Linked DNA regions of Mus musculus: regions 1 and 3 are each linked to region 2. The links are chromatin contacts, called in public Hi-C maps. All regions are on one chromosome and are shown on one strand. The core of a region is the stretch at or near the end of the contact, and the rest is flanking DNA. Distances in the headings are between cores, read along the strand shown. Region 1 overlaps St6galnac3 (ST6 (alpha-N-acetyl-neuraminyl-2,3-beta-galactosyl-1,3)-N-acetylgalactosaminide alpha-2,6-sialyltransferase 3). Region 2 has its middle 42 kb from the start of Gm40181. Region 3 overlaps St6galnac3 (ST6 (alpha-N-acetyl-neuraminyl-2,3-beta-galactosyl-1,3)-N-acetylgalactosaminide alpha-2,6-sialyltransferase 3).

What was found. A called contact is a pair of places that touch in the nucleus more often than the background predicts.
Region 1: a Hi-C map of the N1E-115 cell line shows a contact between it and region 2, with 2.9 times the contacts expected there. The contact joins two enhancer-like sites. A contact is called at or near these places in 9 of 484 Hi-C or Micro-C datasets (the N1E-115 cell line, bone marrow-derived macrophages, cerebellum and 4 more).
Region 3: a Hi-C map of the N1E-115 cell line shows a contact between it and region 2, with 4 times the contacts expected there. The contact joins two enhancer-like sites. A contact is called at or near these places in 2 of 484 Hi-C or Micro-C datasets (the N1E-115 cell line and myocytes).

What each region holds. Positions count from the first base shown.
Region 1 is chr3:153,569,683-153,573,125 of GRCm38.p6, reverse strand. All of the region lies in intron 1 of St6galnac3 (ST6 (alpha-N-acetyl-neuraminyl-2,3-beta-galactosyl-1,3)-N-acetylgalactosaminide alpha-2,6-sialyltransferase 3), which reads left to right. Among named protein-coding and RNA genes, the nearest start is that of Gm32721, 19 kb to the left of the region's middle. Within about 2 kb of position 1,820, at least 26 of the 459 cell types and tissues checked have an H3K27ac peak or open chromatin away from gene starts, as enhancers often do. A contact at or near this core is called in the N1E-115 cell line, where this site is marked.
Region 2 is chr3:152,795,756-152,799,584 of GRCm38.p6, reverse strand. It overlaps a transcript of Pigk not described here. Among named protein-coding and RNA genes, the nearest start is that of Gm40181, 42 kb to the right of the region's middle. Within about 2 kb of position 2,039, at least 14 of the 459 cell types and tissues checked have an H3K27ac peak or open chromatin away from gene starts, as enhancers often do. A contact at or near this core is called in the N1E-115 cell line, where this site is marked.
Region 3 is chr3:153,394,697-153,398,085 of GRCm38.p6, reverse strand. All of the region lies in intron 3 of St6galnac3 (ST6 (alpha-N-acetyl-neuraminyl-2,3-beta-galactosyl-1,3)-N-acetylgalactosaminide alpha-2,6-sialyltransferase 3), which reads left to right. Among named protein-coding and RNA genes, the nearest start is that of 1700012D16Rik, 98 kb to the right of the region's middle. Within about 2 kb of position 1,480, at least 6 of the 459 cell types and tissues checked have an H3K27ac peak or open chromatin away from gene starts, as enhancers often do. A contact at or near this core is called in the N1E-115 cell line, where this site is marked.

The DNA of each region.
Region 1 (3,443 bases), core at 571-3,070, 770 kb before region 2:
CTCTAGTTTTCCAGGGGGAAATCCCTATAAAATGTATTTCATTCTGAGGATGGAGCCATTCATTTGGCTGCTGTTTGAACGTGCTAGAAACAACATCATTGGGATTACACATTACAACACACCTTCCTTCCGAATTGCTCATCTTTAAGCTTTGTCATCAGAACCCTGCTCCTTTAGGTCCTCACATCCTTAGCTTATGAAGAAAACTACAGCTTTTTCATTGGTGTGTTTATATCCAGAAGACTAGTCTAGAGCCATTGAGGATCTTGTCCTCCTGTGTGGCTAGGTAAAGAAATCAGTTTTATGGTGACATGAAGGGCCCTCTGGAGTGGGGTAGCCTGGGAAAAGCACCGAGTCCCAGAGTACCCACACCAGTGGAGCTCTGGGATTTGCCTAAGCGATCCATGATGTAATAGACCTCCATGATGTAATAGACCACCATGATGTAATAGACCTCTACCGCATGGTTAGGGTGTAGCTCTGTCCTCGAGGTATCTGAACTTTGGCTGGAAAAAAGGAATGTGCAAACCCAGCGAGACATGGAAAACCTTTCCAACATGGAGTGTCTGACGGAACACACAGTGTACTGGAAGACATTGGAATAATCAGGCTATATGGCTGGCTTTTTAAATTTTTTTATTTCTGTGTGTGTGTGAAAGAGAGAGATAGGGGAGTGGCGGGGGGAAGAGGGAGAGGGATTCTCGGATTTTACTTCCTCCAAAATTCTCCAGTGAATGAGGGCGTCAAAAAAACTCTGAAGTCTTTAAAATGCGCTGAGAGCATTTTGTTTCCAAGGGAAGATTTATATTCTCCCAGCCTTTTCAATCCTGTTTTCCTATCTTATATGCTATAAACCAAACCTCATTCAGGAAAATAAAAGATGAATACGAGCTCTGAAAGAATACAGAATGGGGACACTCAGCCGAAATGGCCATAATTTCTTCTAGGAGAAGAAAAAAAAATTAAGCGTGTGGTGAGAAGCATTAAGACGCAGGGCTGCTACACGCTTACAAACAGCAGCTGCGGTAATGGAAACGTCTGGTCAGGAGGCCAAACCCGCAGACAGCGAGCAGGCTGAGCACTTTGAGGTCTATATGGACAGGGATTCATTGGTAAGAGGGGGCGGAGTGGCTCCACTGCCGACCGGAAATGGTTACGTGACCCTTCTGCGTCGGTTCCTCCTGACCATCATCAGCCTCCTTCTGGCTCGGATAAGCCCTTAATGTAATTCCAGGGCTTGCTTTAAAATCATTTTAAAGCAAGCCCTTAATGTAATTCCAGGGCTTGCTTTAAAATCATTTTAAAGCACTAGCACTTTACAGTTTATAGATCACCGTGGGGAGGACTCTAGGGAGAAAGGGCGCCATGACCGGTGTCTACTGAAGACAGACAAAGTAACTGAACAGCAGTGCCCAGCACTGCGTCTGCCTTAGAGTTGAATTCAAGTGTGCACCCTCACTTCCAGCGAGTTTGTTTATTTGCTTTGTTTTGCAGGGTAGCTGAGGTTATCTCAGTGACAAACCACTTCCCAAATTTAAGACAATCTCCTTCCACGGGGAGAGTGCAGACTGGTTCATTGTTGTCTGCTTTTATCTTCAGACTGACACATAAAATAACTAGGCTGTGACCTTCACACAGGTAGTCGCACCTGCTCCACAGCCTGACTGCACACAATCCTGTGGCTGACCTGTGTTGGCGGCAAGTGGGAGGTTTTGGGGACTGGCTTCCTATTTAGAATAATCCTGGTCTGCAAACGTGGGAGGGAAGCTGGGCCATTCGAGAGCACCATGTGTCGGCCTAATCGAAAGATGCTGAAATGGCAAGCTGTTGGAAGAGAACATCCCGTGCCGTTGATTCGCCAGCCCACGCTTTCACAAGTACCTTCCTGGAAGCCGGTCTGTGTTCTTTGTGTGGTGGCCTTTTAAATGTCAGCCTGCAGAAGGGTTTCTGTTTTTAGTTAAGGCTGATCTCTAAAGCAATCAGATAATAGTTTAAAGTCATAGCTCCCACTCGCTAAGTACTTGTAATGTGTTGATGCTGGGTTCTATATTCTCTTTCCATGAAATTTTAGGTAATATCTTTTGTCAACTCAGGTGTCACCTTGACTCAACCTAGTGCCACTTGGAAGAAGGATCCTCCACTGAGGAATTGACTGCATCATATTGGTCTGTAGGCACATTTATGGGGCATTGTCTTGATTATTCATTGATATATAAGGGTGCAGTCCACTGTGGGAGGGGTCATTCCTAGGCAGGTGGCCCTGGGCTGTACAGAAAGCTAGCTAAGGATGAGCTTGTGAGAGAACAAGCAGAGATGGGGCCAGCAGAGTGGCATTCCTCCCTGGTTCTGATTCAGGTTCTTGCCCAGGGTCCTGCTTTGATTTCCCTCAGACATGGATAGTGACCCAGAAGGGTAGAAAGAACTGAATCTTCTTCTCCCCAAGTCCTTTTGGTCAGAGTGTTTTATTGTGGCCAACAGGATGAAGGTAGGACAGGTAGTGCTGAAAAGACGGCAGGTGCACAGGTGTCACCGCACATGTTAATCATGGTTTGTCAGGCGAGCACTTTCTAATAGCTTGAACATATCTGTGTGTCTGATGTATTATCTTCTCGATGTACTGTGGACCCCTGGAACGATCCTGTGCCCATTGACTGGCACAGAGGTATCGTGTATCTGCCCACCCCTTCAGTTAGGAGCTGAACCCAGAGCTTTGTGCATAAGAGGCAAACGATCTCCCAGTGGGCTTCCATAGCTCTGTATATCATAAGTCTTTTTCACATCATTGTGTGAGTGTGTGTGTGTGTGTGTGTGTGTGTGTGTATGTTCATATGTGTAAGGGTTGCCATGGCATGTGACAGTGTAAGGACAACATTGAATTGATAGAAGAATTTTTATTTTATTTTTTATTTTTTTTCCATTTTTATTAGGTATTTAGCTCATTTACATTTCCAATGCTATACCAAAGTCCCCCATACCCACCCGCCCCCACTCCCCTACCCGCCCACCCCCCCTTTTTGGCCCTGGCGTTCCCCTGTTCTGGGGCATATAAAGTTTGTGTGTCCAATGGGCCTCTCTTTCCAGTGATGGCTGACTAGGCCATCTTTTGATACATATGCAGCTAGAGTCAAGAGCTCCGGGGTACTGGTTAGTTCATAATGTTGATCCACCTATAGGGTTGCAGATCCCTTTAGCTCCTTGGGTACTTTCTCTAGCTCCTCCATTGGGAGCCCTGTGATCCATCCATTAGCTGACTGTGAGCATCCACTTCTGTGTTTGCTAGGCCCCGGCATAGTCTCACAAGAGACAGCTACATCTGGGTCCTTTCGATAAAATCTTGCTAGTGTATGCAATGGTGTCAGCGTTTGGATGCTGATTATGGGGTGGATCCCTGGATAAGGCAGTCTCTACATGGTCCATCCTTTCATCTCAGCTCCAAACTTTGT
Region 2 (3,829 bases), core at 790-3,289:
CTCACTATCACACTGGACAGCAGAAATAATGGGAGGATCCTGTGTCTGTGATCACAGCACTCAGGAAGCTGGAGCAGGGAGATTTCCACAAGCTCAGCGTTAGCCTAGACTACATGGTAAGTTCCAGGCTTTCCTGGGCTACATAAAGGTATCTTGTCTCAAACACACACACACACACACACACACACACACACACACACACACACTCTCTCTCTCTCTCTCTCTCTCTCTCTCTCTCTCTTTCTCTCTCACATTCACATATACACACTCACACATACTCACACACACTCACACAAACACACACATACACACTTACACACACTCACATACACTCACATACACTAACACACGCACACACACTCACTCACACACAGTGCTAGGAGGAGCCCTGGATACACAGGAACCACAGCTGGGGAGGTATGTGAGATGGGCCAGGGTTGGAGGGCAGCGGCTCACCGGCCTGTAGCTCCTCTGCAGAATGCAGCTGCTGCCCTTACATAAAGGGTACAGGGTTTACCAGTGTCGGGGAGCAGAGTGGACGGATGAGCTCAGCCACCACAGGAAACAGTAGGGTCCATCTGTAGATGTGCTGTCCCTCGGCCACCCTGCCCGAGGGGCACGTTCCCTGGCTGTGCTTCTCCGAGCTCTTATTGAATCAGCTTGATGGGAAGTCGGTCTGGACGTGACAGTAAGAAGATGCTGGGAAGCCAGACACATAGCTATGTACAGTTAACGGGAAATTAAAAGGGTTACTGCACCAAGAAGGAGCCAGCGTTTTTTTTTTTTTCTCTCTTTTTCCTCCAATTATACAGATGCCTATCTATACATAGATGGGTTGTCGGATGAAGACTAAAGTGTATTTCAAAATATCTTTTGGAAGCCATTGCTCCTTCTCCCATCAGAGACATAGTGTAGAGAACAAGAAATATCACAATTTCCTCTGCCATTATATAGATGAGTATATACATGCATGCCCACTCACAGTGTGAAACACATTTCTTACTGTGGGTTTCAGAGAGTTTGGTAAACACCAGCTTGCTTTCTACCTGGTGCCTGGAATATTACAGATACAACAGGCATGTCTGAACTGTGGATGGAGGAGAAACAGGGCCCCAAGAACTTATCATGGGGTCACACAGGCAAGCGGGAAGTCTATATTACCCCTGGATGTCTGGCTGAGGCACATGTCAGGCCAGCCAGACGGCCCCCCTCAAGGCACTAGACACCATACAGACACTGAGACAGAGCTTAGGGGGAATGCTTGCTACCTTTAACTTCGGCCTGAAGGAATTCTGAGCAGTGCTCCGCAGAGAACCTGAACTTAGAAATGCAAGGCACAGAAGGAACCTTCTAGAAGTCATGGCATTCTGAGAACAATAGTAGCAGAAGCCAGGTGACTCCACGAAGCAGATGACTCCCTAGAACAATGCTTGCGCTTGCCTTGTTTTGTGTCTTCTACGTTTATTCTGAGTTTGCTTTGTTCCATAATGCTCAGCACTCAAAGAGTGTAGACTCCTAGTGTTTGCACTTGAAGTCTCCCTTCATACTCTCCCAGCTACCTGGTTTGGTCTTTCCACTCTGTTTTCCCTCTATTGTTTTCACCTTAAAAGCTTTTGTTTCTCCTCCATTTTGGCTCTCTGCACAAGTACATCACCCCTTAGGTTCAGGTGCTAACCACTACAGTTTCAATGCCTGTCACTTTCCCTAGTTAGGCTCTTTCATTTCTGAGGTTTGTTTTTGCTCTCAACCTGTTGAAATTGCTATTTTGATTCCTTTCGATTTCTTCTGATTTGATCTTAGCTCCTCTCCGCAGCCTTCACCTTTATTAGGTTTGCAGCATACTTCTTTGGCTGTGATTTAATTACTCTGCTCCTATATAGAGTGCATTCATCATCTGACAAACAACACAGGCAGAAGTCAGGCTCTCGCCCTCTGCCCTTCTCAAATACCCTCCCCAGTAAACACCCGAGATAACAGAGAGGACTGAGAGGATGGCCTGTACCAATGTGCTCCTGCTTTGTTGCTTTCCCTTTGATCCTTGTGACTCTTGGCAGGGATGGGGGAGGGGGGACTATGGGTGAGGCAGATCTGTTAGCTTCCTTCTGCTCACAGAGAGGAAAGTGTGCTGAGCAAGGGGAGATGCAGGGCTCTGAAAGCCCCAGGAACCCTGATGGTTGCCTACCTGCCTGACTTCCTTCCTTCCTTGCTTGCTTCCTTGCTTGCTTCCTTCCTTGCTTGCTTCCTTCCTTCCTTCCAAATTCAAAGGAGATGGTGAGGAATGATCTTTAAAGGAGCAGATTTTTTTTTCAACCCCAAGACTGATGGTTCAATGACCATGGTCAGGAATCCTACCATTTCATGACCTGAGTTTCTGAGAGGATGTATGCTTAGTGAGGTCCAGCATAGAGACAATACTCATACTGCCATCTGAACAAAACGCTCAGTAAGGAGGTGTCCTGGTGAGAGATTAAAAGTCAGGGCTCAGAGGAAAGGCAGGTATCAGAAGCAGCCCTGAACCCCAAGGACCGAGACAGGGCGTCCAAGGAGAGGCACCCAGGGAGACTGTCACAAAGATGGAGAGGACATGGCATGGCCAGATGGATGGCAGCAAAGGTCACTGCCACTTCCAGTCAGGGGCTTTCCAGCAAGCCCCAGAGTATTAGGGAAAGCCATTACCTGGAGGGGACCATGCCTCAGGTTGTTCTGAAAAGTGCCTCACGGGATGGGGATGGGATGTTCGTAGGAACGTGGTCACCAGACACCCTTCACTGAGGAACTGCGCAGGTCAGCTTACCTGGTGAAGCATTTACAGAGATGTGCTCTGCAGCATAGCGGTTCACTGGAAGGTGCTCTGGGATGCCTGCCACTGGTTACTGCAGAACACACACTCACTTGCATACACACATGCACATACATGCACACAGTGCAGTGAAACATTGGAAACAACACAAGCAGTGTTTCTGCAGCATGCTATCCTGACAAAGCTTACCAAGTACTCGCTGGGATGAGGAAGGAGCCTTGTGAACAATGGCTGAGTGAAGACAATATGCTGATGGTGGCTCTGTGGCCATTCAGCTCCATTGTCACCCTTCTGCACGCCTAAGCTGAGTACAAGGACACTGCTCTGTTGAGATTTAACAAGATGTCACCTGTTAAATGTTAACAAGAAGTTATAACCCAATGCCAAAATTAAGAGGTGTGCAATGCAACATTGCTTTTACAGCCAACAATGCAAATCACCCTCGTGTTCCATCACAGCTCCACTGGGTATCTCCTGCCTAAGGGTGATATTGTAGGGGTACTGTCACCAACGAAGTAACTATAAAGAATATATATATATATATATATATATATATATATATATATATATATATATATATATATATTTGTGTGTGTAGCATATATTCTTTAAATACATATGCAATACATGTATATATGTCTATACACAAAGACAGCCTCATTACCAAAAAGCTGACTTGAAAGTCACAGTTGGAAGGTGAGTTTATGTCTCCCTCAGCCCCCACACAGAAGCACAGTGACCATTTTTTTAGCTGAAGAAAAGAACCAAATCTTCACTCAGAAGGGAGATTCCTCACCTGGCCTGATGCTCTTTGCTTCATTGGTTTTGGTTATAGCCTTCCACCAGCCATTACTGTTCATCATGGGACTACCAAGGGGTTTCTTGGGAGAAGCCCTTCTTCATGCCCAGTGTGTAAGAGCAACTGAATTTCTGTTTGGTGGTTTCTAATCACTTCATCCAGTAGAATAAATCTTTATTTGGAGCTTGTAGATTCAGCTATAAAAGCACACTCATGTGACCAGCTGGCAG
Region 3 (3,389 bases), core at 231-2,730, 600 kb before region 2:
GTAATCCTGCCATCGAGATGATTAATAGAGGCTTCAGCTGTAAATTCATCCCTTATAATGTGATATAAAAGGCCTCTGAGCAGGCAGCACGGTGTGAACTGCGAGTCTCGTCCCCCCTGCCTTCTATGGGAGTTTTCCTTTCAAGTCCTTGGACTGTCTCTGTGGTTGCTAAGGCAAGATGCACAGACCTCTCTGATATTCTCGTGGCTCAGAGCCATAACTGAAACCTCACAGGGACTAAGGAGAACTAATTAGGTGTTCCCAAAATACACATCATTTTATGATTTTGCACATCACCGTGATGAAAATAACAGTCTAATTCCATCAAGTCATGTAAATTATAGCGAGGGGGACGATGAGAGGCGGCAATCCTCCCTCCTTCAGAGACGTTAACTCGGTTGTCAGCACATCCACAGGTCCAGAAATCACAAAAAAGAGGCACAACTTTGTAGTGCAAGTGAGGTTTGGTGATCATCTATGGCTTCCATTTCTTTTTTTTTTTTTTTTTTTTTGAATGATATTTTTATTTTATTTTTTTTTCCATTTTTTATTAGGTATTTAGCTCATTTACATTTCCAATGCTATACCAAAAGTCCCCCTTACCCACCCACCCCCACTCCCCTACCCACCCACTCCCCCCCTTTGGCCCTGGCGTTCCCCTGTACCGGGGCACACAAAGTCTGCGTGTCCAATGGGCCTCTCTTTCCAGTGATGGCCGACTAGGCCATCTTTTGATACATATGCAGCTAGAGTCAAGAGCTCAGGGGTACTGGTTAGTTCATAATGTTGTTCCACCTATAGGGTTGAAGATCCCTTTAGCTCCTTGGGTACTTTCTCTAGCTCCTCCATTGGGAGCCCTGTGATCCATCCATTAGCTGACTGTGAGCATCCACTTCTGTGTTTGCTAGGCCCCGGCATAGTCTCACAAGAGACAGCTACATATGGCTTCCATTTCTAAAGTGCGCTTCTATGAAGGGTCTGTGCACATGCAAGCATTCAAGCGTCTGTTAGGAGCTGAGGCAGCTGCATCCCTTCTCATCAAAGATAGAGAGCATCCTGCTTACTAACACACCCACATGCACTCCTACTAAGCTCCTCTACTAAGGAGGGGCGCTCCTGGGTTTGATAGGCAGCTCAGAGAGTAGCTTCATTCATGCCTTCTGCAGATGTCTCCCGAGCACATATTCCCTGGGTGATAAGTAGGTGTCAGACATTGTCCAGATGCAGAGGCGCTGTTGATGTTTGAGACACGTTCTCTGGCTGAGGCTCTGGCATGTGTAGGCAGGTTCTCTACATCCGGTCTCACCTCCTTGTTTTTAATATTTATAAATAACACTCATCAGGATGTCAGTAGGTAGGAAGTGAAAGTAGCTGAGAAACCTGGCCAAGACGAAGCAAATCCCAGCGTGAGTTAAAAAGATGCTGCCCCCAAGGATATGCAGTGAGCCGAGATGGATTCTCGAGGCAAAAAAAAAAAAAAAAAAAAAAAAAAGAAGTCTTATGCTGAAGTCTAGGCTCTACCTCACAGATGGGCAATCCATGGGCTAGAGATTGCATCTGAATTCCCTACAGACCCGTTAGGAAATCAAGACCATGTACTTCTAAAGCCCGGCGTCTGCCCAGAATATGAACTCATAAATATGTTAGCTTAAGTAAAGCTTATGATAATGCACATGAATCATGTTCCTACTTTGAAAAGCACAGACCCCATAATTCAATACTTCTGGGACATCTCCAGATAGCTGCAGGAGTTTTCTCCTTCATTTATTCTCTTAGGCCTTGACTCAGATGACACCTTGTCAGAGAGCCCTTCCCTGGCAACACCCCCTACCACCCCTCTCTGACCTGGGCATCAAACTCCATTTTCCAGATGTCATTTACTACTGTGTGACAAGTTGCAATTTCCACTTACTCTATGAGAGACTTAGGCAAGGGCGGATGGACTCGACGCTCTATCCTGTCCTTCAGAGTGAACCTAACACACAGCATCACCCAGTCCTTGAGGGGAGTGATGTGGCTTTGAGGGATGGTAGCTCATTAACACTAGAAGCAGTGTTAGCCAGGCTCTCTTAGGATTAGATCTCTCATGCCCTGACCTAACCTAGTCCCTGAGATTCTTCGGGCTGAGGGGCATGCAATGCAGTATGCCTTGGTGTGACTTTTCCAAAGTGAACTTTATGCTTTGAATGGTGTGATTTGTGAGAAATGATGTATTTGCTAGTTAGCATTTAATTTGTTTTTCTGTTTTCCTAAATCTAAGACAAATACAATTTCCATCAGAAATTCTGGTAACTAGGGAGCCCATATTGAAACAATATAGTTCTGCTCAAAAGCCTGGAAGGCAAATGTTTCAGTCAGGTTCTGTATTGAGGGGGAAAAATTAAACTATCCCTGCTCAACTTTCTGAGATTTCATATATAGCTCAAGAATCTCCACAAACAAGTCTAGTGGGCGAAGAGAAAGGGGGGGAGGAGATGGGGAGCTAAAAATGAGTCCAGCGCATTTATTTTACAGGCAAGAAAAGCTAAGATCAAAACAAATGTAGTGACTCTGCCAGAAGTCCATGCATTTCTGTGGGGCTTTGCTCCAGGAACCTCTGCCAGGCTGGTATACTGCTCGCTGGCTGCTGTGCCTCCCCCACTCTGGACACCCACGGCAGTGTGGTCCACTGCTTCCTTGTGAAGGATCTCCTATGGCCTTTTAGCCCGAAGAGTCTCAAGGACTAGAACCTGGGGCTCTGATTTTGTCCATTCTGTGGCATGCCATATATATATATATATATATATATATATATATATATATATATATATATATATATATACACACACACACACATATCCATTTGAGTATGTTGTTCTGGAAACAGAAAAAAAGAGAGGATTTAAATCATATTATCAAATAATTCTAGACCATACCTTCTGAGCGCTTGGAACAGTGTCTTTCCTCAGGGAAGGACACTGGTCACGTAGATGAGGGTGGGGTTTGGGGGGGGGGCACTTGTTAGATTTTTATCAGCTTGACAGAAGCTGGGTCATCTGGGAAGTGGGAACCTCACATAAGGAATTGCTTCTATCTGATTGGCCTGTGGGGGTGTTTATTTAATAGTTGATAGGGGACCAGCCGGTTCTCAGCAGGTGGTCTTGGATGGTGTAAGCAAGCAGTCTGAGTAGGCTATGGAGAGTAAGCCCTAAGCAGTGTACCACTGTGGCTTCTATCTCTGCTTCTGCTTGAGGTCCTACCTTGGCTTTCCTCAATGACAGTTACGTACGTATGTGTGTGTGTGTGTGTGTGTGTGTGTGTGTGTGTGTGTGTGTGTGTGTGTGTGCTCATGCCAAATGAACACCTTTTTTCCCAAGTTGCTTTTGCTCAAGATAAGAAAGTAAACTAGG